5 separate regions of the Mus musculus genome follow, and all the other regions are linked to region 1. The links are chromatin contacts, called in public HiCAR-type and HiChIP or PLAC-seq maps. All regions are on one chromosome and are shown on one strand. The core of a region is the stretch at or near the end of the contact, and the rest is flanking DNA. Distances in the headings are between cores, read along the strand shown.

Region 1 (5,165 bases), core at 993-3,492:
ACTCACTTTTGTAGACCAGGCTGGCTGGCCTTGAACTCAGAAATTCGCCTGCCTCTGCCTCCCAAGTGCTGGGATTAAGGGCGTGGGCTACCACGCCCGGCAGCACTGCCTTTTTTTGATCGCGGCACTCAAGAGGCAGAGACAGGAGGATCTCTAAGATTAAGATGATAGCCAAGACTTCACAGGGAGAAACAAAAAACTCATTCAATGGTATCTTACCGCTCTTAGCATGGGATTTAAACTCCTTACAATGGCTTATGTCTTGCTCTTCCTGCCAGCCTCTTGAGCTTGTCCTCTACCATCCCACCCTTCTTCTGCTAGGCTGGCCTCAGTTCTTCCCATAAGCCATGCCTTTGATCTTCACTTCCTATTCCCTTTGAGAAAAGTTTTTCACAGGGCCTTAGGAGTCTCAATTTAAAAGGACTCTTCCATTTGTAGACTTCAAACTAGATTTCTGATGACTACATACTCCAAACTAACCTGCACTTTCCTTCAGCTTTACCCACCACTATTTATTATGTCTCTCCTGAGTTAAACTTAGGATACTGCAAGGATCACATCTGTGTGGTTTAGCAACATCAGTACTTAAATATGACACCCTGATAAATACTGAGTTGACAGACCATGTAACTTCTACTGTTGCTGGATCTTGGACCCCTACTGTCTCTCCCAGATGATGAACAGTGCTGACCACAGATGTTGTAAAAAGTTGGAGGAAAAAGGATGGTTGATCCCAGAGCATGCCCCAAAAGTCATTCCCCCCTAGGCTGTTTTGCTGGACCTAGTATTACTGGGAAGCCTGCAATCAAACCTCGTATGGGGTTGCTGTCAAAAAGACAACTAATTCCTGCTCACTTCACTGCAAACCTGATTTGAGCATTTTCGGAAGCCCAGCACAAAACATTTTTCCTGACCCATTAAATGTTCAACTACATATATTCAATAGTTCTCAAACCACCTCTCACTTTTTCCTATCTCCATGAAAAACTCCAAAAAGCCTCACACAGACACAATTCCCGAAGCTGTAGCTGAGAATTCACCCAAGCACGCCTTAACTATCTCCTCCCCAAAAAAGATGCTAGAAACAAAATGAGGGGAAAAATTAAACTAGTCACAGGTTAGTTGACACTCCCATGACCCTTGAACCACACATATGAAGGACTGCAGGCAACCAAACCGCCAATGTCTATGACACACAACTCACTCCAAGACGGTCAGACAGAAGCCTCCACGAACTCCTTTCTCCACAGCCCTTTAGTCTCAAATCCTCTAATCCTCGCCTCACACCCTGACATTTCTAGGAAGCCGACTTTGAGAACATCTGGAAAGTCCACCATCTACCGACAGAAGGCGTTGTAGACGCAGGCGAGAGAGAAAAAACTCCTAAGGCTCTGAGCAAAGTTGCCTCCAGCAGTCCCTACCTCCCTCCAGACCAGAGGTCCCAGCACAGGCTTTAGAGATGGCGGGAGCGGCTGAGACACACCCAGTTCCCGGCAGTGCAACTCCGGCGCGGATACTAGATGCCCGACAGCCTGGGACAGGAGCCACGTGGACATCCCTTCCCCGCCCCCACGTGGACCCGCGCCCCGAGCTCCCCCCGCCCCCGCCGGCGAGCCCTACCCACGTGGGCGCCCGCGCCGCCTAGGGGGAGGGGGAGGCAGACAAGTTCTCCCGGGAAATCGTCCCCCCCACACCCCACGTGCTCCGAAAAAGGAACTACGGCGCCAAGCTGGTGAAGCTCCTCCGGCATCCTTAGGAAGAAGTCTTAGCCTTCAACTCCAATCCCGAGTCCCTGACGCCCCATCTAGGGCCACCTTTCTGACGCCCGACACTGTCCCTCTGGCGTGCCCAGGAATCGCCGCAGGGTCCCTGGCTCTGCTGCCATACCCTCCGCAGACAACTTCGGTCTTTTCAGCCCTACCCAACTCCCGCAGCATCGGCACGCAAGTGCTTCCTCCCTTTCCTGTGGCGTCCACGTGTCACCGCCCGGCACACGCCGCTTTGCTGCCAGCCGCGGGCCGCCGGCCACCCTCTCACCTGCTCCGCGGCGCTCACGGAGCCCCCGGTCCCATACGGCGCTTGGCTTCGACTCGCCCAACTGCCGCCACGCACTCCACCGCCAGGGTCAGGACCCGGGCCCCCAGTCGGAGGCGGCGCGACTCGGTCTCTCCGTCCCCGGCGCGCCGCCATCTTGGCCCCTGAACACCCAGCGCTGCTCTGATCGCCGGCGCCGCCTCGCCCAGCCGATTGTGGGAAAGGAACTACATCTCCCGAAGGACACTGCAAGACTACGAATCCCAGAAGACCATGCAGCGAACCACTTTGCAACCTGGAAAAAGATAAAGGCCCTGACCTCCCTCGAGGATTTCTGGGAATTGTAGTCTATGAAGGAAGATTAGCGGGTAGTGCTGTATGCGTATTGTAGGGCTCACTTTTGACCAAGCTGCTGAGTACGCAGTAGTAAGGAAAATATCACTTTATTTTTTGTTAAATTGCCCAGATGTTAGACCTCTTTGTTTGATGTTCTTCCTCCTGTACTTTCCTTCCACCTTACTTCAAGTCGACCGCTGTTTTCAAGCAGCACCCCCAAGTGGATACTCCCAGTCTAGACACTAACCCTCAGCTAATCTCATACTGCAGCACTAGTGCAAATGTTTCTATAAAAATACCGCATCTTCCATTCTTTCGCTACAGTTACTCAGAAAACTAGGTTGGTTTCTCTCTATCAAACTTCTTTACTCCAGAATTCCTTGCCATCCTTCAAGTGTTCTTCACCGAACAGTGGCGGCGCACTCCTTTAATCCCAGCACTTGGGAGGCAGAGGCGGCAGATCTCTGAGTTCCAGGACAGCCTGGTCTGCAGAGAGAGTTCCAGGACAGCCAGAGCTACACAGAGAAACCCTGTCTTGAAAAACAAACCAAGCCAAACAACCAAACAAAAAGTGTTCTCCTTCCCTTTGTTTCTCTGCATGGAACTTCTAACCTCAAAATAGCCTTCAAGTCATATTTAATGTAGGAAAGCTTTTCTGATTATCCCAGCCAACCACGATCCTTTTCTGTATTTTTACACTTCATTCCTATTTCTAATGTTCATTCATTCGTCATATTTTCAGTTTTTTAAAGCAACACTTATTATTACGAAACCTTAGATTATTGGAGGGGGTTAGAGAGAATGCTCAGTAATTGCGATTACTTGTTCTCTCAGAGTATCTAGCATCCCTTGTCAGGTAGCTCACGAACACCAATAACTCCAGCTCCAGGTGATCTTTAGATCAGATTTTCTTTGGGGGTGGGGGGAGGGTTATTTACGTATGCATGGCATACACATATATTTGATACATTTGATTGCCAATGAGATAGCTCAGCAGCTAAAGGAACTTTGCCACCAAGCCTGAATTACATTCCCAAAGTCCATTAGAAGATGTGGTGCGGGGCTGGAGAGATGGCTCAGCAGTTAAGAACACTGACTGCTCTTCCAAAGGTCCTGAGTTCAAATCCCAGGAAACACATGGTGGCTCACAACCATCTATAATATCTGATGCCCTCTTCCGAGGTGTCTGAAGACAGCTACAGTGTACTTACATATAACAAATAAATAATAAATCTTATAAAAAAAAAAAAAGATGTGGTGCAAGGGTTGAAAACTGACTCTCTAAAGATGCCTTTGGGCATCCACACGTGTGCACCCACCCTTGCAAACCCATAAACACAAAGTCAATAAACCTATAGGTCAAAAAAAATTTTTTTAAGATTTATTTATTTTATGTATGTGAATATACTGCCACTGTCTTCAGACACACCAGAAGAGGGCATTGGATCCCATTACAGATGGTTGTGAGCCACTATGTGGTTGCTGGGAGTTGAACTCAAAACCTCTGGAAGAGCAGTCAGAGCTCTTAACTGCTGAGCCATATCTCCAGCCCTGGAAAAAAAAAAAAAAAGAACCCAAATTATTTGAAATAGTCCAAAACTGGGGGCTGGAGAGATGGCTCAGCAGTTGAGAACACTAGCTGCACCCAACCATCCCTAGCTCCAGTTTCAGGGCATCTGCCACCCTCTTCAGTCCTTCACAAGCACTTCATAAAGGTAAAACATTTATACCTACAAAAAAAATAGTAAGGTAGAACTACTAAAAGAGATTCAACATCTACTTCTGGCCTCCAAACAAATAAAAAGCACACACATATCAAAATACATAGCAAGCTAGGTCTGGTGGCACATGACTGGAACACTGCATGGGGGTGGAGGTGGCAAGAGGATTGTGAGTATATTCAAGACCATGAGCCCATCAGATAGCTTAACCCATAGAAGAACCCAAGGGCCTGAATTCTTTCTCTGCAACCTACAAGGTAAAAAGAAAGAAAAGAACTGACTTCTTCAAATTGACTGTTCTCTCTCTCTCTCTCTCTCTGTCTCTCTGTCTGTCTCTCTCTGTCTCTCTCTCTCACACTCACAGACACACACTCACAAACAAATCATGCACACAAAAGCAATAAATAACGTGAAAGAAAGAAAAAAAATGTAAGAGTTCAAGACCAGCCGGGCAGTGGTGGCTCACACCTTTAATCCCAGCCCTCCGGAGGCAGAGGCAGGCAGATTTCTGAGTTTGAGGCCAGCCTGGTCTACAAAGTGAGTTCCAGGACAGCCAGGGCTACACAGAGAAGCCCTGTCTTGAAAAACAAAAACAAACAAACAAACAAACAAACAAAAAGAGTTCAAGAAAAGTCTCCACCATATAGAAAATCTAAAATTAACCAAGCCTATGTGAACCCTGTCTCAACAATAAAAAGAATAGCAACACATACTAGCCACTGTATTGGGGGGAAGGGAGGTTCTTTGAGATAGTGTCTCTGCTAAGCCTCGCCTTAGACGTGTAACAGTCCTGACTCAGCCTACTGAATGCTGGAATTACAGAGAACGAGCCAGACAGGTCGACTCCAGATTAATTTAAAAGATGGCATCATTCATTCTGTATGTAATGATGTCACAGTTTGCTTTTTTTTTATTACATATTTTCCTCAATTACATTTCCAATGCTATACCAAAAGTCCCCTATAGTTTGCTTTTTTTCATGTAGCAATGTGTTAATGAAGTCACTGGGTAAATGTTTCCTGAGAAAACCGGTTCCATTACAGGAACATATAATTATTTAAATGTTTCCATTAT
Region 2 (5,165 bases), core at 1,116-3,615, 410 kb before region 1:
TGATGCCCCGGGAGGTGGGCTCATGGGGATGGAGGGGCTAGGCTGAGTCCCAGGCCGCACAGCCAATGAAGAGGCGGGCTGGCATTTGGTCTGAAGTTACTCAGGCTCTGGAGCCCACATCTTTGGCCAACAACACACACAAGTTCACAGCACAGTTGCTTGTTTTGCCCATGAAATCAACAGCTGCTCTAAGGTGCCTTCCCCCTGCCTCAAAGCCCTAGAGGCTCTTAGCTCTCTAAGGTGCCACGGGGCAGCAGCTTAAGGGCAGGCTGGCTGACCCTGGTTCTGAGTGAGCGCCTACTCCTGCACAGGGCCAGGCAAGGCAGCAACATAAGCAAGAATGGGGAGCAGCCCAGTCTTTGCTGAGAGGTGAAGGTTAGGCCTTGGAGTCAGTCAGATGCATCTGCCTGGGTGACACTCAGCTGGGCTTCACTGGTATGTGTAGATGTGGTGTGTGTGTGTATGTATGTGGTGTGGTGTATGTGGTGTCGTATGTATGTATGTGGCTTGATATGTGTGTATGTAGTGTGCATTGTGTGTATATGTGGTGTGGTATGTTTTATAAAAAAGAGGAGGAAGAACCAGGAATATGTTTGGTAAAGGGGTGGTATGGTGAGGTGGAAGGGGTGCCTCTGAGGGCCCATGCTGAGGTGTCCCTTCCCCCTGAGGTACCAGCCACATGATGGGTATAGTATAGAATAAAGTTTATTTAGGGCATGGGAGGGCAGTTGAGGGGGTAGTAGAGACAGAGAAAGGGGGGAAGGAGGAGAGAGAGAGAGAGAGGGAGAGAAAAAGAAGGAGGAGGAAGAGGAAGAAGAGGAAGAGGAGGAGGAGACAGAGGGGGAGGAGAGGCTGGCCATGAGCATGTGGAGAAGGGGGGAGGGAATAGAGGAATAGAGAGAGAAGGGACAGAGAAGAAGACAGCAAGAGAGTGAGTGAGGAAGGAACAAGCAGCCCCTTTTATAGTGAGTCAGGCACACCTAGCTGCTGTCAGGTAACTGCGGGACGGAACTTAGAGGAAATGCTAACAATGTGTGTATGTGGTGTGGTGTGTACACGTGTGTATATATGGTGTTGTGCATGTATAAGCCCTGAATTAGGTCCCTTCTGACAGTGGCCTTGGCCACACTAAGCTGTCACTGTCCCTCAGGTCCCCTCCAGCTAAGCCCCCCACCCAAAGCTGGGCTCCTGGGGCTCTTGTCATTCTAAGTGTTGTGTGTTTCAAATTTAGCTATCCTGACTTCCCCAATCTAGCCCAGCAGGAAAAGACTGTCATCCATGGATTCCATTCAAAAGGTAGGACTCTGGCCTGGGCTGGGCAACCCAGAACAGTTCTTCAAGTGTTCAGCAAAATACCAGGCTCGGAGCACTTGTTTTTAAATCATTCGAGCAGCAGGCCAGAGCTACTCAGGATGTCTGAGCTGGACAGCCACCCAGGAGCAGGTCTCAACTTACAAAGGGTGAGCACAGGGGCTCAGAGCCAATGATACACTTGACAGGCAGATCCCCTCCCTGGCAAGTCTGAGGGCCGCACTGACAGCAAGGCAGTGGCTCAGCCCGACTGCCCCTCACCCCAGGTGCTGGGCAGCTCGGCTCTGCTGCTCTGCTCCTCCCAGGACCCACCCCCAGATGACTCCCCGGTCGCCAAGGCAGCCCTTCCTGTGGCTCCCAAAGCTGCCTTGGGAACTGCTTTTCCCTTGTCTCACAAGAATGGTGAAGGAGACAAACACTGGCCAAGAGGGTCACAGCATTTCAAGATCGGAAAGAAACTCAACCTGCTTAATTTACCTCTTTCCTTTTCAAAAGGAAAACATATCCAAGGCCAAACAACAAGCATGAGCATGGCAGGCCAGCTTGGGAACCGTGGCCTTCTGACCACCTTCTCTGGCTGCCTTCCAAGGAGGGCAACCCCACATTTTCATCCGGGCACTACTGATGGGTTCAGACATGGGGTAGCCTGGGGCTCAAGTAAGAGCAGAACACAGGAAACAGCAACCATGTTTGCTTCCTCTGTGTCAGGCTTTCTGTTAAATGCACAGGTTTGCTCTATGGGTCCTCACAGCAAGCAAGGACACTCATTTAGCCCTTTTATAAATAAAGTGAGCACAGATAACCCAAATTACAGCCGTGGTTTTATTTTGGGGGATAATGGGATTGAAACTCAGAGCTTTGTGTCGGCTAGGCAAATATTTTACCACTGAGCCCCACCCTGAACCCCACTGAGTGCCAGGATGTAACTCTTATCTGATAACACCTTCTCCTATTCTATGCAGCCAGGCTGCTCACTGGGGCTGAGGCCTGGCCCGCTGCGGGTGGGACCTTCTGGAGAATTCCAGCCTCAGTGGGCCAGGCAGAAACGCTGATGAATAGCCTCTGGAGGTAGGGTGGGGGCTGCCAGAGAAGACTCACATAGCACACAGGGCTTGAGAGTCTCAAGCTGGAGGGAAAAATAAATTGTTGAAAGTCAGCTAAAGTCACCTTGGTAACTGCCACAACACACTCACCCAGAACGAGGACATCAAACCCAACTGCAAACAGCTCTAAAGAAGCGGCAAAGAGCTTAATCATCTGAGGAATTAATGTGACAAGTGCCCACATTTACACCTCCCACCAACCTTCAATCATTTGAGAAAACATACTTTAATCTTTTAAGAAAAAAAAAATCTCAAAATGCTAGCTCTGCACTCCTGGAGCCTGGGTATTTCCGGCATGCAGCTTCAATGGAAAGGCGGCTGCTTCACACACGCTGGGGCCCGGCTTTTTGCTGATTTGTTTTTTCTGGACATCGATGCAGAAGCATGAATTATTTGTGTGGGCCGGGCGAGGTATTAAATCTGCAGCCGACACAGGTTTGCATGGTTGTCAGCTTAATCTTAGTCATAAAAAAATAAGTAGTGTGCTAGGCAGCATGGCCTCGTTTTTCAGCTGGGCTTTCTCCATAGTGAAGGAAGGCAGAGCTCCTGGGGCTGGGGGCTGGGAAGGCCTAGGGGACCTAGGTCCCATGGGATCACGAGTGTGCTCTAGGAGGCACATCGCAGGCTCACATTCTAGGTGACCTTGGCAAATGACCTTTTTCTCTCTCTCTCTCTCTCTCTTTTTTTTTTTTTTTTTTTTGAGACAAAGCTTTGCCATGTAGCCCAGGCTGGTCGTTTCTTCTTTTTAATTTTATGTTATTTATTTATCTACTATGTGTATGCACATGTGCACAGATATGCCAGTGTGCAGAGGTCAGGGGGCAATGCATAGGGGTTCCTTCTCTCCGTATGGTTTCAGACTTCAGACAAGGGACCAAGTTTTACTTACTAAAGCAGACCTGGCCTTCAGGTTCTCCCAGCATCCCTCAGTCCCTACCTGGCAAAGCCTGCTCCCAACCCTGAACCTTCCCCCAGAGACTCTTCCCTTTAGAATCCAGATATTTTGGGCTCTCTCTTCTCCTTCTCATCTCTCTGTGAATGCACCCTTTCTCTTTCTCTTCCCTCTATCCTCCTCTCTCCCCATGCGAATCCCCTGGCCTCAATCTTTGGGGCCATCGAACTTGCCCAAGAGCAGCTTCCCAATAAACCTGCCTTTAATCTAATCTAATCTAATCTAATCTACTCTAATCTGGCTTGAACTGGCTTACTTCACCAGCGGCAGAAACAACCTATCACTCTCCTACCATGTGGAGCCCAGGGGTTAAACTCAGGCATCAGGCTCTGTGGCAAGTGCTATTATCTGTTGCATGCCAGCATCCTACTCCTTGTACTCCCAGGCTGGTCTTGAACACATACAGCTAGCTCTCCTCCTGACTCAGTTTTTGGAGTTCTGGATTCCAGGTGTGTAGTATCCATCACTTGCTTTATCGGGCTTAACCATTTCTTTGAGCTGCAATATCCCTAGATAGAAATAAGTAATTGTAGGGTTAGCATCATATTTAAAACAAGAAGTGTCTGATGAGGCATCTTACAGTGCATGGGCAGCTGCAGGGCTTCTTGGACCCGCCTGAAAGACTGGTGACAGCTCTGAAAGGACCTTGTCTGCACTTATCCTGGACCCAGGATTCAGCTGCCTCTGGCCAGGTCAATTCCCTGCTGAGCGAAGGTTTTAAAAGGTAGACCAGGATTAAATGCTGGGAAGACCAGATTAAAGGCAAAGAAAACCCCTCAAGGCTTTTGCTTCCCTGAGGGAGAGAGTGGCCAAATCACCCTGTCCTCTGCCTCCCTGTATATCTCCATCCAGTGGCCTTTTAAGCAGCTCGGTGGGTGAACCAATCTCTCCCTGGCAGCCTCTGGCATCCCTAAGGCTGCTTTTGCATCTTTTTCTTGGCTACGTGGCCCCAACTTTCAACTACATTCTTGACAAGGTTCTGAAATCCTCCATCCGTTCAAGCCACCCTCCCCTGGATTCATTTGAACTCGTCAAAGTTAGAGTGTCGTGCCCAGAAGTGAGTGGCATGTGTGGAAATAAACACAGTATGTCCTCTAAGCCGTGCGGATCTCAGAGGCTGTGACCACTCTTGTCTGAGGCAGTTTATTTCTATTAAAATTGTCATCAAATTGTCTTTCTTTGTAACCTCATCTTACTACCAGCTCATACAGCACTCTGCCAAGTGAAATCTTACTCAGGTTTTCTCCCACAAGCTACCCTCTCCTGTCCTGTCCAGTGTCCAGTGTGGATTATGTGACAGTAAGAACAGACTTCTCTGTTATCTGGCTAGAGCTGTAGGTAGTGTGGTCGATTCTGAACCTCACTGGTATCCATCATCTCCGAATTCCTTCCAGACTTCACATCATCGACATAAACCATCAACTTCCTATCATATTTTCAGTCCAGTCATTGATTAAACTGAGAACAGACCTGGGCTGGGCAGACAGACTCACAACACTGCTTTTTAGGTATGCTCATCCAACCAATTATAAATGAATCCACCTTTCCCACCACCCTACTGTACACTCTCTGGACAGCTCCATTTTCTTGTAACAACGTCCAGAGCATACCCACGAAGTCTGCTGGATGCTACCTAGGCAAGGCCACAGCAGGCCTCTCATCTCACCAGACAGGTAAGCTTAGAAGCCTGACTCCGTCTCTTGGGGTTGTTTTTCCAATAGCATTCAAATTTCCTTGCTGAATAATCCAGTCCAGAGTTTTCCTGAGAGGACAACAAGCTTACTGGTCCAGAAAATGCA
Region 3 (5,165 bases), core at 1,522-4,021, 400 kb before region 1:
CTGCAAAGGACTTGCCTTCCCCTCTCTGGGCCCCAGGAAAGGCAGGCAGGAAGAAGGGCCTCAGCAGCAGGCATGCAACTCAGGGCTAGCCAGACAAGGAGGTCCCTGGGGTTGTAGCTATCAGCCAGAGCCCAGGCTCCAGGAAGGAAGGAAGGGCAACTCTGACCCAGAGTGAGATAAGGAGGGGACTGGCTTAGCACAATGGGCTCCCACAAGGCTCACAGGCCCTCAGTCAGATTTCTGTCCCAACCTGGACTCTCTTCTGTTCACACAGCCCATGTAAATATTTACTGCTGTTTGTACTCATGGTCTGCAGAGTCCCCTTTGAGGTCCTTTGCTACAGTCCACAGATCCGTGTGCCCTGCCTGGATCAGGGCTGCCTTTAAACCTACAGACTCGGGGTCCATTCAACAAGAACCATGTACACTCTTCCCCTCATGCAATCCTCAGGGATGGCCCCTCGAGAAAAACACCGTCCTTTTGTCCTAGCCCCAGAACACAGACACTTACGGAGCCCTGTCGTGGGTGAGGCCGTTCTGTCGCTGAGAATTGATTGGTGGAAGGACAGGTTTGCTGTTAATCTCCAGTCCCCGCCTCAGGGTCTCCCGGATCTGCTCTGTGTCTGCAATGAAATCACAAAGTTGCCGGAAGGCCCTCTGGGCTCCCAGCCTGAGAGAGCCTAGAACAGTGGTGGCAGCACTGGTGAGAGGCAGGGCATGGTCACACGTCAGCAGGCCCAGCACTCACTCAGCAGTGGCGGCTGAAATACGAGTTCAACAAGCTTGAGATCAGCTTGGGTGGGCTACACACAATAAAGGAAGAAAGGAGAAAAGGAGAGATGGATGGGCCGGCAGTACTAGTGGAGAAGGCACGACCAGCAACTTTGCGGTGTGACTTGGTACTGTACAGTGAATCATTTTACAATAATTAAAAAACAAACAATGCTGGGCATGGTGGTACATGTGTGTAATCCCAGCACATGAGCGTGTGAGGCAGGAAATGAGAAGCCAGCTTACGCTGCAGAGAGCAAGAGAGCCTGTCTGCGAGGTAAACAAGAAGTAAAAGAGCAGCGATGACTGCAGCTATAGACATGACTGCCAGCCTCTCTACGGCATTCCTCTGTCAGAAGCAACTGGACGTGAGCCCCTGACACAGGAAAAGAAAAGGGCTCAGATGTTTGCACTAGAAGTTGAAGTTGCGGAGGAGGAGGAGGAGGCAGCTCAGGAATTCAAGGTCATCCTTAGCTTCACAGAAAGTTAGAGGTCAGCCTAGGCTACATGAGACCCTGTCTCCAAAGTAAACCAAGTCAGGTATTTTATTCAAGGCCAAAGGCATTTTATTCTTTGATAAATGAAAAAGAAGAACTGAGAAAGGAAGGAGACAGAAAGCCTTAAACATACATGTATATAAATGGCCACTTTTCCTTTGGCATTAGCCAGGGACAGCCTTAGCAAAACAAAACTAAACAAAACAAAAAAAACCCCACAAGTCCTTCTGGAGCCAAGAGCAGCATGGGAGCATCCAACAGGACGCCACATCCTCCTCCTCCTCCGAGAGCTTACCCAGAAGGCAGAGGCAGAGGGAGCTAACTTGCCACAGACTCTGGGACTGCAGAGGAGGCCAGTGTCGGGCTTCACACTCGCTCCCTCTCATTAAAAGCCCAGGAAGGTTCAAGGAGAGAGGTTCTCAGGCTTGGCATGGCCTTCAGGCCAGAGCTGGGGTCTGTGTCAGTTCTGTGGTGGTGAACATACGCTGTAGTGTCTTTGGGTGGACTGTGTACATTTTCTGTTAACTATTCCATGGTTCATACTCACATACATGAGGTCAGATTCCAAGGGGCAGAGTGTACACACAGAGTATACTAGTGTGTTTGAAATGCACACAGGAAATAGCTACAAACAGGCCAATAATGCTCATATATAGTTCACCCACATTGGAAAAATTCATTTGTCAGAAAATAATCAGAGTGGGCTGCTATTTAGTTAGAGACTTGTCCTGGGGAACCTGGAAGGAAGGGAGCAAGGCAAGGGAAGGTCTCAACCTTTGCCAGACAGCCTCCGAGGCTGTGTGCCGAGGCAGATGCTCCGGCTATCCTCTTCATCCTCCGGAGGCCGGCTGAGGTCATCCCAGGCACACTTGGCACTGACGCCGCTCAGGTTAGAACCGTCTGTCTCAATGCCTTTGTCAACTCTCTCCTGCTTGAAAAGAACCAAAGAGTCAGAGTGCCTTCAGTGAACTCATGTGCCCCAAGGTTACTGACCCTGGCCCAGCCACTCCACTTCCAGTATTAGCCCTTGTAGGTGCTGAGCATGGACAGCTGCTATGAGATCAGGGTCTCATTGACCTTGTTCTGTTACAAGCATAACGGCCCCTGCCAGCCCCTGGACTCCTCTGGGAACAGGGTTAGGGGAGGCAGCAGGAATGAGCCTTGGACACTTCCTTCCCACCAACATCCAGCACAAAGGCCTTTGTGCATCTTTCAGCCCCGACAGCTGTGGCCCTCAGAGCTGATGGAGGAGACAAGACCTATTTCTCTAAGGAAAGGTGGAAGGCTTCCCCTCTTCCTGATCCTCCAACAATGATCATACATACCCCACCTCACCCCCTACAGGAGTTAGGGTAGAAGCCCGCCCTGACTTGGGAACCCATACCTGCAGTTCTTCATTATAACAGCTAGAGGGGGCCATCGCCCCAGAGCAGAAGTGCTCCCTGTGCCTCTATGCCAGCTAACTTTGGCAGAGGGCTCTGGATGGGGTTCGTTTCCATTTCCTAGGCTGCAATCGGGGTCTGAAGGGCAGTGACGGGTGCACACTTCCCCAGAGGCCTTGCCTTTGTGTAGACATTGGCACGCTTCAGTCTAAACTTTCTCCAAATGGCCTCAAGGAAGAGTTGTACTCAAAACATCGCTGGATTTTCTGGTAAAACTTAATTCTGTGGTGCTGGGCTTTGGCTCAAAGGTCATCTGGAAGACGCTAGCAACCTTGTCCATAAACAGCCATACAGGCCAAATAAGCCTCCTGTGAAAAACTCCTCAGAGCCCCCATGTCCCTGTGCCAGTCTGTCCCTCTCCAGGGCTCCTAGACAAGGGCATTGTTCTATGCCTTGGTCACAGATGGTCTCCTATCCATAAGCCACCCGTTCTTCTCTCTTCTGCTGCTTTTGCTGCCTGGATGAGGCAGGCAGGCAGCAGGCAGGACACAGCTCTAGCTGTTTCCGGCAGAGCAGAGGAGAGGGGCTGGAGCTGCTTGGGGAGAACCTGAGTTTTCTTGCCAGCAGCTGCCCTGAGACCCTCAGGGGAAGGGTCTGCTTGCTCTACTAATTCAGGGGACCAAGTTTTTTTCTGAGTATAGGAGATAAACAAGAGCCTACAGAGCCCCATGCTGTGTCCCAGCATGGCTGCAGAACAAGGCTTAGGGGATGAAGCCTCCATGGTTCTTACATAAGCAGAAGCCACACAGAAAGCAGGTTCGAAGCAGAGATACCCCTGGCATCATCGAGACCATTTCAGGGTTAAAGGTACCCAGAAAGTGGAGGAGCCTCATGTGTAAAGGAAGAGGCTGTGTGCCCCAGAACTCACAGGTTGGTAGCAAAGACCCCATAGGTCTGCAAACTACACGCCACTGTACAATTTGAAGTGCCTAGTCGCTGCCATGGCCTGCCTTACAGGCCCATGGGAGCCTTACAGAAACATGTCAAGTTCAGAGATGTCCATGGCCTGCCTCTGCTGCGAGGTGAGCAGAAGGAGCTGGGCTCTGGTGCTTCTACCCCTGCATGGTGTGCAAGAAATGCAGCAATGCTCCGGGGCTTCCAGAATGCAGCTGTGTGCCAAGCAACCATCTATTCTAAACCACAAAGTGACACTGACACTGTCCCAAGCAGTCACAGTAGTGTCAGCTGCAGACTGGCAGGGTCTAACGACTCTTCCACACATCAGAGAGTGCCAACCTACCTGGGCAGGGCTGGGGAGTGAGTTAGGAAGAATGACAGGATCATTAGACCAATCAGCATCCTGCAATGGGCTGTGGGGTCAGCATAGCCTGTGCTGCTGTCTGATACAGGGGAGGGCAGCTCCCTGAAAATGTGGTAAAATGGAGGAGTAGGGAAAGAAGCAATATTCCTTATGATTACCTTTCTTTGTTGGTGGTGATCTAACTTTAAGTTGATATGTAACTTACATATAATAAAGTCCATTCTTTTTAAATGCACACATATATGTGTCAGGCTTGCTTTTCTGGGCTGAAATCTCTGTTTTCCTATGTGAGCTGTAGAATTCAGGCGACAGACCATGCCTTATCCTACTGGCTCACACACAGAGCTCCTCCGCTCTGTCAGGATGAAAGCCAGTGGTATTTGGAAGAGTGTGCTAGCAAGGTTTTCCTCACTCAAGACATACTTGCAGGTGCGGATCGATCTCAAATATGGTTTCTCCCCGCCGCATGTCAGTTATCAGCCAGGGACCGCCAGCACTGTGGACAAGGAGAGACGGTGGTAACTGGGGGCCTGCATTGATCGGCAGACATAGCCTTTGCTGTCCCAGGCCCAGATCATAAAGGGAAATGTTAGTGGTCGGGGACCACAGAGAACTGAGTGCCCCAAACAGCAAAGCAAGAACTCTACAGGTGGGATGGAGGGAGGACAGCCACCCTGAAGACCCAGGGTCCAGGCCTCCACCTTATGGGGACATGTACTCACATGGGCACTGTCCGTAGTAGTTCCAGGATGCCCTGCCCGTTCCACTGTTGGGCTGAATGTAACTCCTCAGTGCAGACACCAACAATCTGTGGCCCAGGATAAGAAGCCACTGTGGTTTAATGTCCATCCCTCCAACTATCTGTGCTTTTTCAGGGGTGTCTTAAGTAGGGGACACATAGGTAGGGTCTGTTTCAAGGCTGGTGTCCCCAAAATGTAATGGCTCCCTTAGGAGGTGCTTGCCTAGCTAAGGGGTTCCTGAGTGCACAGACAGGCACAGAGCCTACCTAGCTCTTGGCTACAGAAGAAACAACAGGCAGATTATGCCTTAAGTCAGGGGAAGTCGTCCCTAAGGCCAGGGGTGGTCAGGTAGCTGTTCCCACAATAGCGACACTTTTGTGTAAATCTTGAGGACACCAGCTTAACCTTCTTCACCTTGACCTCGTTAGAACTGCAAGCATGAGCTGCAGCTGGGG
Region 4 (5,165 bases), core at 1,447-3,946, 290 kb before region 1:
AGGGAGAGACAGAGACAGGGAGAGAGACAGAGATGGGGAGAGAGAGAAAGAGAGAGACAGAGAGAGATGTCTGAACAGAAGTAGAGTAGAACAAGAAGGTCTGAACAGAAGTATGTATATACACATATAGACACACAAACTAAAAAGAAGAAATCATAGAGCTGCAGGCCACCCAGCACTGCACCACTAGACGCCGTCTCCAGAGGTGAGGAAGAACACAGGACAGCCGGCTCATCAATGAAGAGCACACAGCCTGTTCTTCCAGAGGACCCATGTTCAATTCCCAGTACCCATGTGACAGCTTACAACCATCCATCTATAACTGCAGTCCTAGGGGACTGAACCCCTCCCTTTTCTGACCTCTGAGGGCTCCTGCACACACCTAGTGGACAGACATACACTCAGGCACACACACATACACATGAAATTAAGTTAACTGTTTTGAAAAGACGAAAGTGTAGCATTTCTAGAATCGGGATGAAGAAATACCACCCCACAGCTTGATCCTTCATTGTACCTAAAAACTCCCCAGACCAGAGAAGCATGAAGGCACCAATGTAACACATAGGCTCTTTGCCTTCTCAGTTCTGGCTTGAGCTGGGTCTGGGGTGAGCCTGTTCACCAACCAGGTAAGACTAGATTCCTTGAGGAAGTACAAACAGGTAGAAAGGATGACCAGTCCTGATGGGGTGAGATGAACTCATGGGTAATCCTGGATATTTCTCGGGTGCTGGTTAGAGGGCAAAGTTACAAACATTATGTCCTTTTGGTGGTATATAAACTGAAAGCCCAAGGGTGTAAGACAAACCTAACAGTTGTGGGAAACTGGAAGTCTGAAATGGGTCCCACTGGCTAACCAGGAAGGTGTTGGCTGGACTCAGTTCCCCTCTGCAGCTTCTGTGGTTTAATCTATTGCCTCATGCTTTCCGATTTCCAGACACTGCCTGTACTCCTTGCTCTCGGTACTCCCTCCATCTCTAAAGCCAAGTGGTGAGTGGTGTTTCCTGGATGGCATCAGTAGGACTCTGGACCTCTTTCATGTTTGAAGTAATTACACTGGTTTTATGTCACCCAGAATGCTCTTTTAACGACTCGATAGTCATTTTATCCCTAAGTTTGCTTCCAGGAATCTGTGCACTGCATATGTGTAGGAGCCCTCGGAGATCAGACCCCCCCCTGAAAGTGGAGTTGCAGGCGGCTGGAGAGTCACCATGTAGGTAACCGCAGGGACCTGATTAGAAATCGTTGGGAAGTGTTCAGTATTCTAGGGAGTGCCATCTGTGAGCTCAGGCAGTTGAAGCTGTGGACAGACTGGTGGCTCCAAGCCAGCTCAAGGTGTTTCTCTCTGCCTAGTAACAGGGAGGTGTGGCTCGGGCTGGGCATGGAAGGGGAAAACAGCACTGAAAAGCAGTGGGAAGAAGCTTTATTCTGGACGGTTCTGCCTCTCCCAAAGACTGGAGAACAATCCCATGAGGCTGAAGGAGGCAAGTGAATGGATGGTTACAAGGGGAAAGATAACAAGGGCTGGGGGCTCAGAAGCCTGGAGAGCAACTGTGTCGTGCCATACATATATATATGAAGCCAGGGATATGTTTGGGAGAGGAGCGGTATGGTGGGCCCATGCTATGGCATCCCTTCCCCCAGAGGTACCAGCCATATATAGAGCATGGGGAGGGGAGTTGAGGGAGATAAAGGCGGGGGGGGGGAGAGATGGGGAGAGGGAGGAATGGGGAGAGGGAGAGGGGAATGGGAAGAGATCCACAGAGCCAGCAAGACAGTGAGGAGAGGGGCAAGCAGTCCCTTTTATAATGAGTCAGGCATACCTGGCTGTTGCCAGGTAACTGTGGGGCGGAGCCTAAAAGGAATGCGAACAGATTGTTAGGGTCTCCTGTAGCCCAGGCTGTTCTGAAACAGGATGACCTGAAGGCCTGGTCTTGCTGCCTCTACTCTAGGAGTCATGGGATTACAGGCAGGATCTACCACACCCGCTTATGTGGTGCTGGGGACCGAACACAGGTGTTTGTGCATGTCTGTTTCTGTATTGACAGACCTACATCCCCGGCCCGGGAATATCTGATGAGGAGGAGGGGAGCAGAACCCCTGACCCAGGAAAGGTTTCTCAAAGCCATCAGGCAGTCACACGAAACTCAGGCAAGAGCTGGGGGACCAGTGACACGTGCTTATTATGAATTATATATCCATACCCATCCATCACAGGTCTGGACCCAGTAAAAATGCCCGCCATCTGAGTTCTAGGTCATGTATTCTTACGTCTGCCTGCCGCCCAGGGAGGGCGTCTGGCCTCGGCTGCAGACTCTCACCTACACCTACCTGCCCGCCCCTCTGCTGCTGCCACCTATCCAGACCCACAACTTCTGCAGCCGGCCGGTGGGCCTGAGCACGGCCCCGCGAGAACTCCACTGCTTCCATGGTGCAGGCGCGGCCCTGGCCTCTTCCACGCTGCCCTGGTGGGCCTTCCCACCGCCGGATGCCGCGGCCCCCGGCTCGTCGTTCCCCGCCTCCGCCGTGTCCGCGCCATCCCAGCCCGGGCGCGACGCTGCGTGGCCGGAGGGCAGCAGCCTGCAGCTGCAACTGCGCTGGGGCCGCGTGGAGCGCATGCGGGGTCCGCCCCTACCGCTGCCGGACGCCGTGCGCCGCGACTTGCGGCGCGTCTACGGCACCTACCCACGCACCGACGTGCGCGTCACCAAGCGCGGCGGCCAGTTCTTGGTGCGGGCTGTGCCGCGTGTGGGCGAGCCCGAATACAAGGTGGCCCGGCACGTAATGCGCAAGCCAGCCAGTGGCGACGATGGGGACAGCGGGGACAGCCCGGCCGCTCCGGAGGCGGTGCAGCGTGGCCGCCTCAAGAAAAAGCAAGGACCAAGATGAGCATCTCAGCGCGCCTGCGAGTCTGTCGATCCCCGCTCGCCGTCCCTGCTTTTGATTTCCCTGGAGTTATTGCTGAACCGTGCTGGGAGAGAAAGGTGTTCGGTCCAGAGGGTCTTGAAGCGAAAGCAGCATCTCTCTCCCTTCTTAGCCCTCCGTGTGGGTCCCACTCGCCTTTTTCTCTCCCTTGCACCACAACTCCCCTCTTTACAAAGCTGAGGGAGCCAAGCAATTCCCAGCTTGGAAACGGAAGTAAATAAATGAGCGACGTCCAGCATCCAATACAAGATAAAGAAGCGGGCATTTTGCCATCTGTGTGATTAAAGTCTTTACTCTGTATGTAGCCTGACCCCTGGGCCTGCTCTTAAGCAGCAGCTCTACAGTATGCAGTGGACAATCTTCTAGAATCGCCTGCCTGGACTTACTATCCAAACGTCATCTGAAGGCCTATGATAGTTCTGGAGTGTGGGAAATGTCTCCTGTAAGCTAGGTTTAGAGCTAGTTCTGACATTTTTCTAGCCGTGTGTCGTCCTTAGCCTTTCTGAACCCCTTAGCTATCACATCTGTAAAACACATAAAGTTAGGTGTTCAAAGGAATGTCATTCGTTTTCGTTCTTTTGTTTTTTCCAGACAGGGTTTCTCTCTCTACCCCTGGCTGTCCTGGAACTAACTCTCTAGACCAGGCTGTCTTTTTTTTTTTTTTTTTTTTTTTTTTTTTTTGGTTTTTTCGAGACAGGGTTTCTCTGTGTAGCCCTAACTGTCCTGGAACTCACTGTGTGGACCTGGCTGGCCTCGAACTCAGAAATCTGCCTGCCTCTGCCTCCCAAGTGCTGGGATTAAAGGTGTGCACCACCATGCTTAGCCTTTATTCCCAGTTTATGTTAAATCTTTAATTAATTAATTTTCAGATAAAGGTCTTGCTATTTTACTGACTGACCTCAAACTGGTTGCAATACTCCTGCCCGAGCCTGTTGTGCCAGAAAGCATTCACGAACTCCCAAAGACCACCTAGGAGCCGTTTCTGATGTAATAGCACTTGGGGCTCTTATCTCTTTATTACAAGCTTGGGCTTGGGTTCTCCCCCAACCCAACCCTTACAGCAGGACAGGAAGAGAAGGCAGAGCAGCCTGGAACCCTCAGCAGGACAAGGTTTTATAGGAAATGGGAGTAGGTGAGAGTGTCCCAAACCTGGCAATATCTAACTGAATGTCTATTGTAAGCTGACAGGTGGGTGTTCTGAAACAAGACCAAAGGTCTGAAAGTACATTTGAAATAATCATATTAATCTTTGGTTAACTGTTGCTAAGAAGTAGCTAGGGAGCGGTAACTCTGGGGTATGGGCTAAGGACAAGCTGTGGGGTCCTTCCTGGTACTTGGGAGTAGCTTGGGTTCTGCTGTAGGTCAAGTTCTCAGGCTTTTTTTTTTTTTTTCTTTAAGATGGAGGCCAGTCCCAAGATGGAGTAGGTTTGCCCTCTCAAGCCTACAGGGGTCATACATGGGTATCACATCTGACTAGTCTTTTTTTTTTTTTTTTCCATAAATACAGCTGAAATTTTCAGTATTTCAATGTAGTGTTGTTGATGGGCTTAGTAGAGCATCCCTTAACCCTAGGACTTGGGAATCAGAGTTAGGAGGGAGGATACAGAGCCAGACCCTGTGTGTGTGTGTGTGTGTGTGTGTGTGTGTGTGTACGATTTTACATTTTGTAATATTTTGTAATGCTTAAGTGTTGATTTAATTAGTTAATATACCCCCCTTCATCTCACCACTCTCTGCATGTGTGTGCATGTTCCTTTGTGCACAGGTACACACCACCAGCATTGACCTTATTAAGATTTAATTTTATGTTAAATGGTAATGACACACGTCTTTAATCCCAGCACTCAGGAGGCAAAGACAGCAGATCTCTGTGAGTTCCAGGCTAGCCTGGTCTACAGAGCAAGTTTCAGGGCAGAGAAACCCTGCCTGGAGAAATAAACAAACAAACAAAAATAATTAATGTTTTTATTTTTAATGATATGTTTGTGTGTCTGTGGATTGTGTGTGCACGTGAGTGTAGATTGTAGGTGTCTGAGGATGCCTAAGGAGACAGAGGTGTTGTTAGATCCCCTCTGGAGTTAGACTAGGTTGTGAGTCACCTATGGAAGAGCACTATTATGTGCTATGAACCATCAGTTACAGGGCCCACTCCTCAGCCCACCTTGGCTTTTGACACAAGGTTTCTGCTAGGGACCTGGGGCTTGCTGACAGGCTAGCACCAGAGGGAACCATCTCCTTCC
Region 5 (5,165 bases), core at 737-3,236, 270 kb after region 1:
ACACCTTCAGTGGCTGGCCACTGCCTCTTCTGCTGCCCCCCCCCCCACACATTAAAACAAAAAAGTCTTGGATGGGGCTGGCAATAAAGGGGCTCCCACAGCTTGAGCCTGACAACCTGAGTTTGATCTCCAGGATCCACAAAGGGAAGACAACTGACTTCCTCAAGTTGTCCTCTGGGCCATGTCCAAATGGGCTACGGCCTGTGAACCCACACAAAATAAATAAGGCCACCAAATCCCTGGAGTGTTTGTATAACACGTACAAGGCCCTGGGTTGGATACCCAACACTGCATAAACCTGGCAAGGAAGTTCTCGCCTGTAATGTGCACCCCTGCAACGTCCCTGGAGCTACAAGGTGGGCTACTGCGACGAAGTATTAAAAAAAAAAAAGACTACTTTTTATTTTTTAACTTTCTTTCTTTTTTTTTATTTGTTAGATATTTTCTTTATATACATTTCAAATGCTATCCCGAAAGTTCCCTATACCCTCCCTCTGCCCTGCTCCCCTACACACCCACTCCTGCTTTTTGGCCCTGGCATTCCCCTGTACTGGGGCATATAAAGTTTGCAATACCAAGGGGCCTCTATTCCCAGTGATGGCCGACTAGGCCATCTTCTGCTACATATGCAGCTAGAGACACGCGCTCTGGGGGTACTGGTTAGTTCATATTGTTGTTCCACCTATAGGGTTGCAGACCCCTTCAGCTCCTTGGGTGCTTTCTCTAGCTTCTCCATTGGGGGCCCTGTGTTCCATTTTATAGACTGTAAGCATCCACTTCTGTATTTGCCAGGCACTGGCATAGCCTCATACAAGAGACAGCTATAACAGGGTTCCTTCAGCAAAATCTTTCTGGCATATGCAATAGTTTGACTACTTTCTTAACATTGAACATGAGAGGTTTGTTCCCAAACAGGGCAGATTTTTTTTTTTTTTTTTTTTTTTTAGTCTTTTTGAGACAGGGTTTCTCTGTATAGCCCTGGCTATCCTGGAACTCACTTTGTAGACCAGGCTGGCCTGGAACTCAGAAATCCGCCTGCCTCTGCCTCCCAAGCGCTGGGATTAAAGGTGCGCCACCATCGCCTGGCTGGCAGATCCCTTAAGGAACCAAAATGTCAAGTGTACTCTGAGGCAAGCCCTTAGAGTACAGGAGGCAAGCCCTTAGAGGCAGGGTTTCCTTGGAAATGCTGATGCTAAGGCTAAAAGGGTCATGTCCCTTACGCACACCGCACACTCTCCATCGCCATAACAAACTCGCCTTCCACTCTCTTCTACTTTTATTAGACGTTTGTTTTCCCTGTGCTTGGAATGCAGTCTTTCTTCTCCATACGTAGTCTGGTGAATTTCATACCACAGCCTCTCCCAAAACAAACGTAGGGCTCAATCAGGCAGAGACGTAACAGCAGGTTTTAACCATATTATGAGGTCATAATGGTCCCAACAGCCCAGGATGAGGCAAACTCAATAAAACAGTTGACTGCTCAATTTAAAACACGGTTAACTCCGAAGACAGGATAGAAGAAACAATGAGTCAGGACAGAGGCGTGAGCTGAGCTCCTTGGCATGGTGTCTTCACAGAAGCAGACGTGGGTCAGGCAGCCCCGATGAGCCAAACTGGTACAACAATCTCCAAAGTAGGTCAGTGTCTCCTACCACTTTAAGAACTAGAAGTATCGTCCCGGCGCCTGCGCATTGAGAGGGTAAACACCTCCTTTCCGCCCCCCCCCCCCCCCTTCCTCCCAAACTCCCCGGCCGGCCGCATTCTCCCATGTTCCCCTCCTCCGGGTGGGGTAATGGTCCGACCCAGAGTGTGGCGCTCATCCCGGAGGGTGGCGAGCCAAAATGGTACGTCCCACCGCCGCACACCTCCGCGGTGTTCACGGCGCCCTTTGTCCTTTTTCTCCCCTAGCAAATAAAGCGCAATGGGCTTATCCCAAGGAAAGGCGGGGGAGCCGGGCTGGGGACCGGTCTGAGCCGGTCTGTAGCGCAGGCGCAGTGCGGATAAACAGGAAGCGGGCGGCAGAGGCAGCGGCAGGAGCTGCTTAGGGACTCCGGTGGGGGAAGAGAGCCGGAGACGCCGGGCTGTCCGGAGGGCGGCGGGCGTGGAGGACGAGCGAAGGCGCCTCCTCGGTCCTCCTTCCGTGGAGACGCGGCGGCTGCCTCGCCCTCCGCTTAGGCTCCCGGCTCCCAGCGCGGGGCGAGGCAGCGGCTGACAAAGGGCTCGAGCCGGTGCCGCCGCCCTTCTCATCCGGGCACTCCGGGCCCCCGCCGAGAGGAAGGGGGAAGGGCGGAGGGGGAGGGGAAGGAGCCCCGGAGGCGCGCGTTCGGAGCCGCGGCCCCTTTGCAGGGCTCCGGGCCTTTGGCCCAACGGACCGAGGCCGAAGGGGAGCGGTGGCCGGCGGCAGGAGGATGGTGCAGAAGGAGAGCCAGGCGGCGCTGGAGGAGCGGGAGAGCGAGCGCAACGCCAACCCTGCCGCCGCCTCGGGGGCTTCGTTGGAGCAGTCGGTAGCTCCCGCCCCCGGAGAAGATAACCCATCGGGAGCCGGGGCTGCGGCCGTGGTCGGGGCGGCCGGAGGGGCCCGCAGGTTCCTGTGCGGTGTCGTGGAAGGTGAGTTGGCCTTCCAGTCCCGCGTAGGTGTTCAGCCTCCGTCCCCGGGAGGGGCGTGCTGGTGACTTTTCCCGCAGTTCCCCGCCCCCAGGACGGGAGGCGTCCGTCATTGCTCACACGGGGTTACGGGGAGGAGACAGACGGTGGGCACACTTCTTTACCCTCCGCTATGTCACGGCTTCGGCGACTCCGGGCTATGGAGGAGCCTGACCCCACCCTCCTCTGGCTTAGAGCCACACAGATTTGTCGGAGGAGGAGGCGGTGGCAAGGAAGGAGCCTGTGGTCCGGCTGTGGGCTTCACTTCTTTGTACCTTGGGATCTTAGTCCGCAGAGATGCCTGCTTTCAGTTGAAATTTGTGCAGCGCTCCCATCCCCCGCCCCTATCCTTGTAAGGGGAAAAAAAATCAGCCCTCACAGGCACGTTTTTACCCGTGAAGGAGCGCAGTCAGCTTATTATATTACAGATTCCTTCAGGCTTAGGAAATTGTTTTGTTTTTATTTTTATTTATTTATTTTTGTTAGCCTGTAAGCCTCCTTCACCTCTTAAGACTCACTTGTAGCCCAGAAAAGTATCATCCTTTAACAATTGCTGTTTTTTTGACTTGGGAGTGTGTGTAAATACCAGTATATCATATCTCAGAGCATCTGTTATGTGGAGTTAGAATTCAGTGAAAGTCTTAATTTCTGTCTTCTCATTTACAGTTGAAAAGGACGAGGGCGTTTTGATAGTAAGGGAAGATGCCGGAAGATCTTAATTACAATTTCTGAAATAGAATGGGTGGATACCGAGCTCAGGAAAGCTTAGTTCTTCCCTAAGCACTCCGTAATTTGAGTTTTCTTATGGATTTTTTTGTTTGTTTGATTTTTGTTTTGTTTTTAGTGGCAAACTCAACGTTTTCTAGTTTCTTTCTCTATTATTATTATTATTATTACTGGGGAATATAAAAACTAGTACTCAGGACTGAAGAGATGGCTCAGCGATTAAGAGCTCTTCCGGAGGTCCTGAGTTCAATTCCCAGCAACCACATCCATGGTGGCTCACGACCATCTGTAATGAGATTCGATGCCCTCTTCTGGTGTATCTGAAGACAGCCACCGTGAACTTGTATATTAAATAAAATCTTGTTTTTTTTAAAAAAACAAACCAAAACATTTTAAAGACTAATACTCAAGCCAAAAGGGATAAAGTTAGGTTGGCCTCCTGGTTGAGAGCTCCAGCTTTTCCACTGTCATGGAAGACCGAGGTCGTAGGTCTGGTAGTTGAGAAAGGTTAATTGGAGGGAGAATATTCTTGGCAGGAAGACATGGAACAGCAGGGCAAAATTTGGGGGAGCACCGTTGTTCCTGGAGCCCAGATTTATGAAAACATGAGTGCTTTGTGCGTTATACATACTGGGCTTGCTGGAGTACAGACATTTTTAGGGGGAAAAAAGTGGAATTTTTTTTTTTTAAAGACATCATCACAGTTTTATTTCTGACAGAAACCATGGGTCTGAAACGGGTTATACAGAGTGCTAAGATCTTCCTGACTACCTGTTGTTCGGCTCGGCAATCTTCTGTAAATGAGAAAAGATGGAAGTCCTATTTGTGGGCAGGTCTCCTGTAGCCTAGGTGATCAGGAGCTGAAGCACAGAACGACCTTAAACTTGTTATCTTCCTGCCCTTGGAGTGGCCGAGATTGCAGACCACCATCCTACTTTAGGTGTAAGCTTTTGCTGTTGCTTTTTGTTTTAAATTTCCCCACACTATCCCAGTGTGTCATGGAATTCACTTTGTGTCCCAAACTGGCATTTAGTTTGAGGCCATCTTGCCATACAAGAGTCTTTATTGTATTGTCTCAGATCCTAGGATGGGGAAGGATAGGAAGAGAACTCTGAGGGATACAGAGAATTCAGAACTAGCCATGTTGTTGACAGTCTGTAATCTAGGGTTGGGAGGCCAGCCCTGGTAACAAAGTAAGATCTTGTTTTAGCAACAAGTGAAAGGAGGTAGCTTACTGTGCCTTCTCTTGGTAGTACTAAACGTGAATCTCTTTAAAGTATATTAAAACAGCTCTCATTGGATGTGGCTTACACCCTTGATCTTAGTGCTCTGAAACAGAGGCAGAATCAGATAGATATTCGAGGGTTTTTGAGGCCAGTGTGGTCTACAGAGCACGTTCCAGTGCTGCCAGGGCTGCACAGAGAGAAACATTGTCTCAACGGAAAAAGAAGAAGAGAAACTAGAGAGTGTGGCTGCACTTTGATGATGTTTAGTTGTCATTCTTTTGGGGGTGCAGATTACCTGCCTAAGATTGGGGTATTTTGTAGGGGAGGCGGCCATGATAGGAGGAAGCACAACAGCCTGTGCAGATCAGAGGCAGTTGGAAGGAGCCATTCTCTTTCCACCATGCGATCCTTCCTGGGGTTGTCAGGGTTGGCCCACACCTTTATCTGCCCTGCTATCTCCTGTTCCTAGAGTGCTGGTTGTGACCATCTCCATGGTGCTGCTGAGATCTTACGTCTTCCTAGTGATTAGGCTGAGGCCGGTTGAGGGCAAGGTTAGGTAGGCGATGCGGT

What was found. HiCAR-type assays count read pairs that join an accessible place to other places. HiChIP or PLAC-seq counts read pairs in DNA pulled down with a chosen protein or histone mark.
Region 2: a HiCAR-type map of embryonic stem cells shows a contact between it and region 1, with 2.6 times the contacts expected there. The contact joins the enhancer-like site here to the promoter of Pprc1 in region 1. A contact is called at or near these places in 1 of 39 promoter capture datasets (embryonic stem cells), 1 of 15 datasets of contacts at CTCF or cohesin (the NIH/3T3 cell line), 1 of 484 Hi-C or Micro-C datasets (B cells), 5 of 115 datasets of contacts at active chromatin or transcription factors (astrocytes, bone marrow-derived macrophages, embryonic stem cells and 2 more) and 2 of 9 other capture datasets (macrophages and pancreatic islet).
Region 3: a contact with region 1 is called in an H3K4me3 HiChIP or PLAC-seq map of pro-B cells, with 3 times the contacts expected there. The contact joins the enhancer-like site here to the promoter of Pprc1 in region 1. A contact is called at or near these places in 1 of 15 datasets of contacts at CTCF or cohesin (the NIH/3T3 cell line), 1 of 484 Hi-C or Micro-C datasets (B cells), 6 of 115 datasets of contacts at active chromatin or transcription factors (the HPC-7 cell line, bone marrow-derived macrophages, extraembryonic endoderm stem cells and 3 more) and 1 of 9 other capture datasets (pancreatic islet).
Region 4: a contact with region 1 is called in an HNF4G HiChIP or PLAC-seq map of pancreatic cancer cells. The contact joins the promoter of 2310034G01Rik here to the promoter of Pprc1 in region 1. A contact is called at or near these places in 9 of 39 promoter capture datasets (the C10 cell line, the HPC-7 cell line, cranial neural crest and 4 more), 2 of 15 datasets of contacts at CTCF or cohesin (CD8 T cells and the NIH/3T3 cell line), 4 of 484 Hi-C or Micro-C datasets (B cells, bone marrow-derived macrophages, embryonic stem cells and 1 more), 16 of 115 datasets of contacts at active chromatin or transcription factors (the 230-238 cell line, CD8 T cells, the HPC-7 cell line and 7 more) and 4 of 9 other capture datasets (adipose tissue, embryonic stem cells, liver and 1 more).
Region 5: an H3K27ac HiChIP or PLAC-seq map of extraembryonic endoderm stem cells shows a contact between it and region 1. The contact joins the promoter of Oga here to the promoter of Pprc1 in region 1. A contact is called at or near these places in 13 of 39 promoter capture datasets (the C10 cell line, the HPC-7 cell line, the SN4741 cell line and 9 more), 1 of 15 datasets of contacts at CTCF or cohesin (large pre-B cells), 4 of 484 Hi-C or Micro-C datasets (CD8 T cells, bone marrow-derived macrophages and embryonic stem cells), 27 of 115 datasets of contacts at active chromatin or transcription factors (the 230-238 cell line, the HPC-7 cell line, bone marrow-derived macrophages and 17 more) and 5 of 9 other capture datasets (adipose tissue, embryonic stem cells, liver and 2 more).

Annotation. Positions count from the first base shown.
Region 1 is chr19:46,053,616-46,058,780 of GRCm38.p6, reverse strand. It overlaps Pprc1 (peroxisome proliferative activated receptor, gamma, coactivator-related 1), which reads right to left and starts at 2,242. Exons shown (of 14, transcript NM_001081214.1): 1 at 2,038-2,242. The coding sequence starts at 2,190.
Region 2 is chr19:46,468,246-46,473,410 of GRCm38.p6, reverse strand. All of the region lies in intron 8 of Sufu (SUFU negative regulator of hedgehog signaling), which reads right to left. Among named protein-coding and RNA genes, the nearest start is that of Trim8, 31 kb to the left of the region's middle. Within about 2 kb of position 2,365, at least 147 of the 459 cell types and tissues checked have an H3K27ac peak or open chromatin away from gene starts, as enhancers often do. A contact at or near this core is called in astrocytes, embryonic stem cells and pancreatic islet, where this site is marked.
Region 3 is chr19:46,450,192-46,455,356 of GRCm38.p6, reverse strand. It overlaps Sufu (SUFU negative regulator of hedgehog signaling), which reads right to left. Exons shown (of 12, transcript NM_001025391.2): 5 at 4,693-4,778; 6 at 4,394-4,466; 7 at 2,042-2,195; 8 at 511-622. Among named protein-coding and RNA genes, the nearest start is that of Trim8, 49 kb to the left of the region's middle. Within about 2 kb of position 2,771, at least 134 of the 459 cell types and tissues checked have an H3K27ac peak or open chromatin away from gene starts, as enhancers often do. A contact at or near this core is called in B cells, the HPC-7 cell line, bone marrow-derived macrophages and 1 more, where this site is marked.
Region 4 is chr19:46,346,519-46,351,683 of GRCm38.p6, reverse strand. 2310034G01Rik (RIKEN cDNA 2310034G01 gene) reads left to right here and starts at 2,696. Exons shown (of 1, transcript NR_040418.1): 1 at 2,696-3,483.
Region 5 is chr19:45,780,374-45,785,538 of GRCm38.p6, reverse strand. Oga (O-GlcNAcase) reads left to right here and starts at 1,986. Exons shown (of 16, transcript NM_023799.4): 1 at 1,986-2,607. The coding sequence starts at 2,409.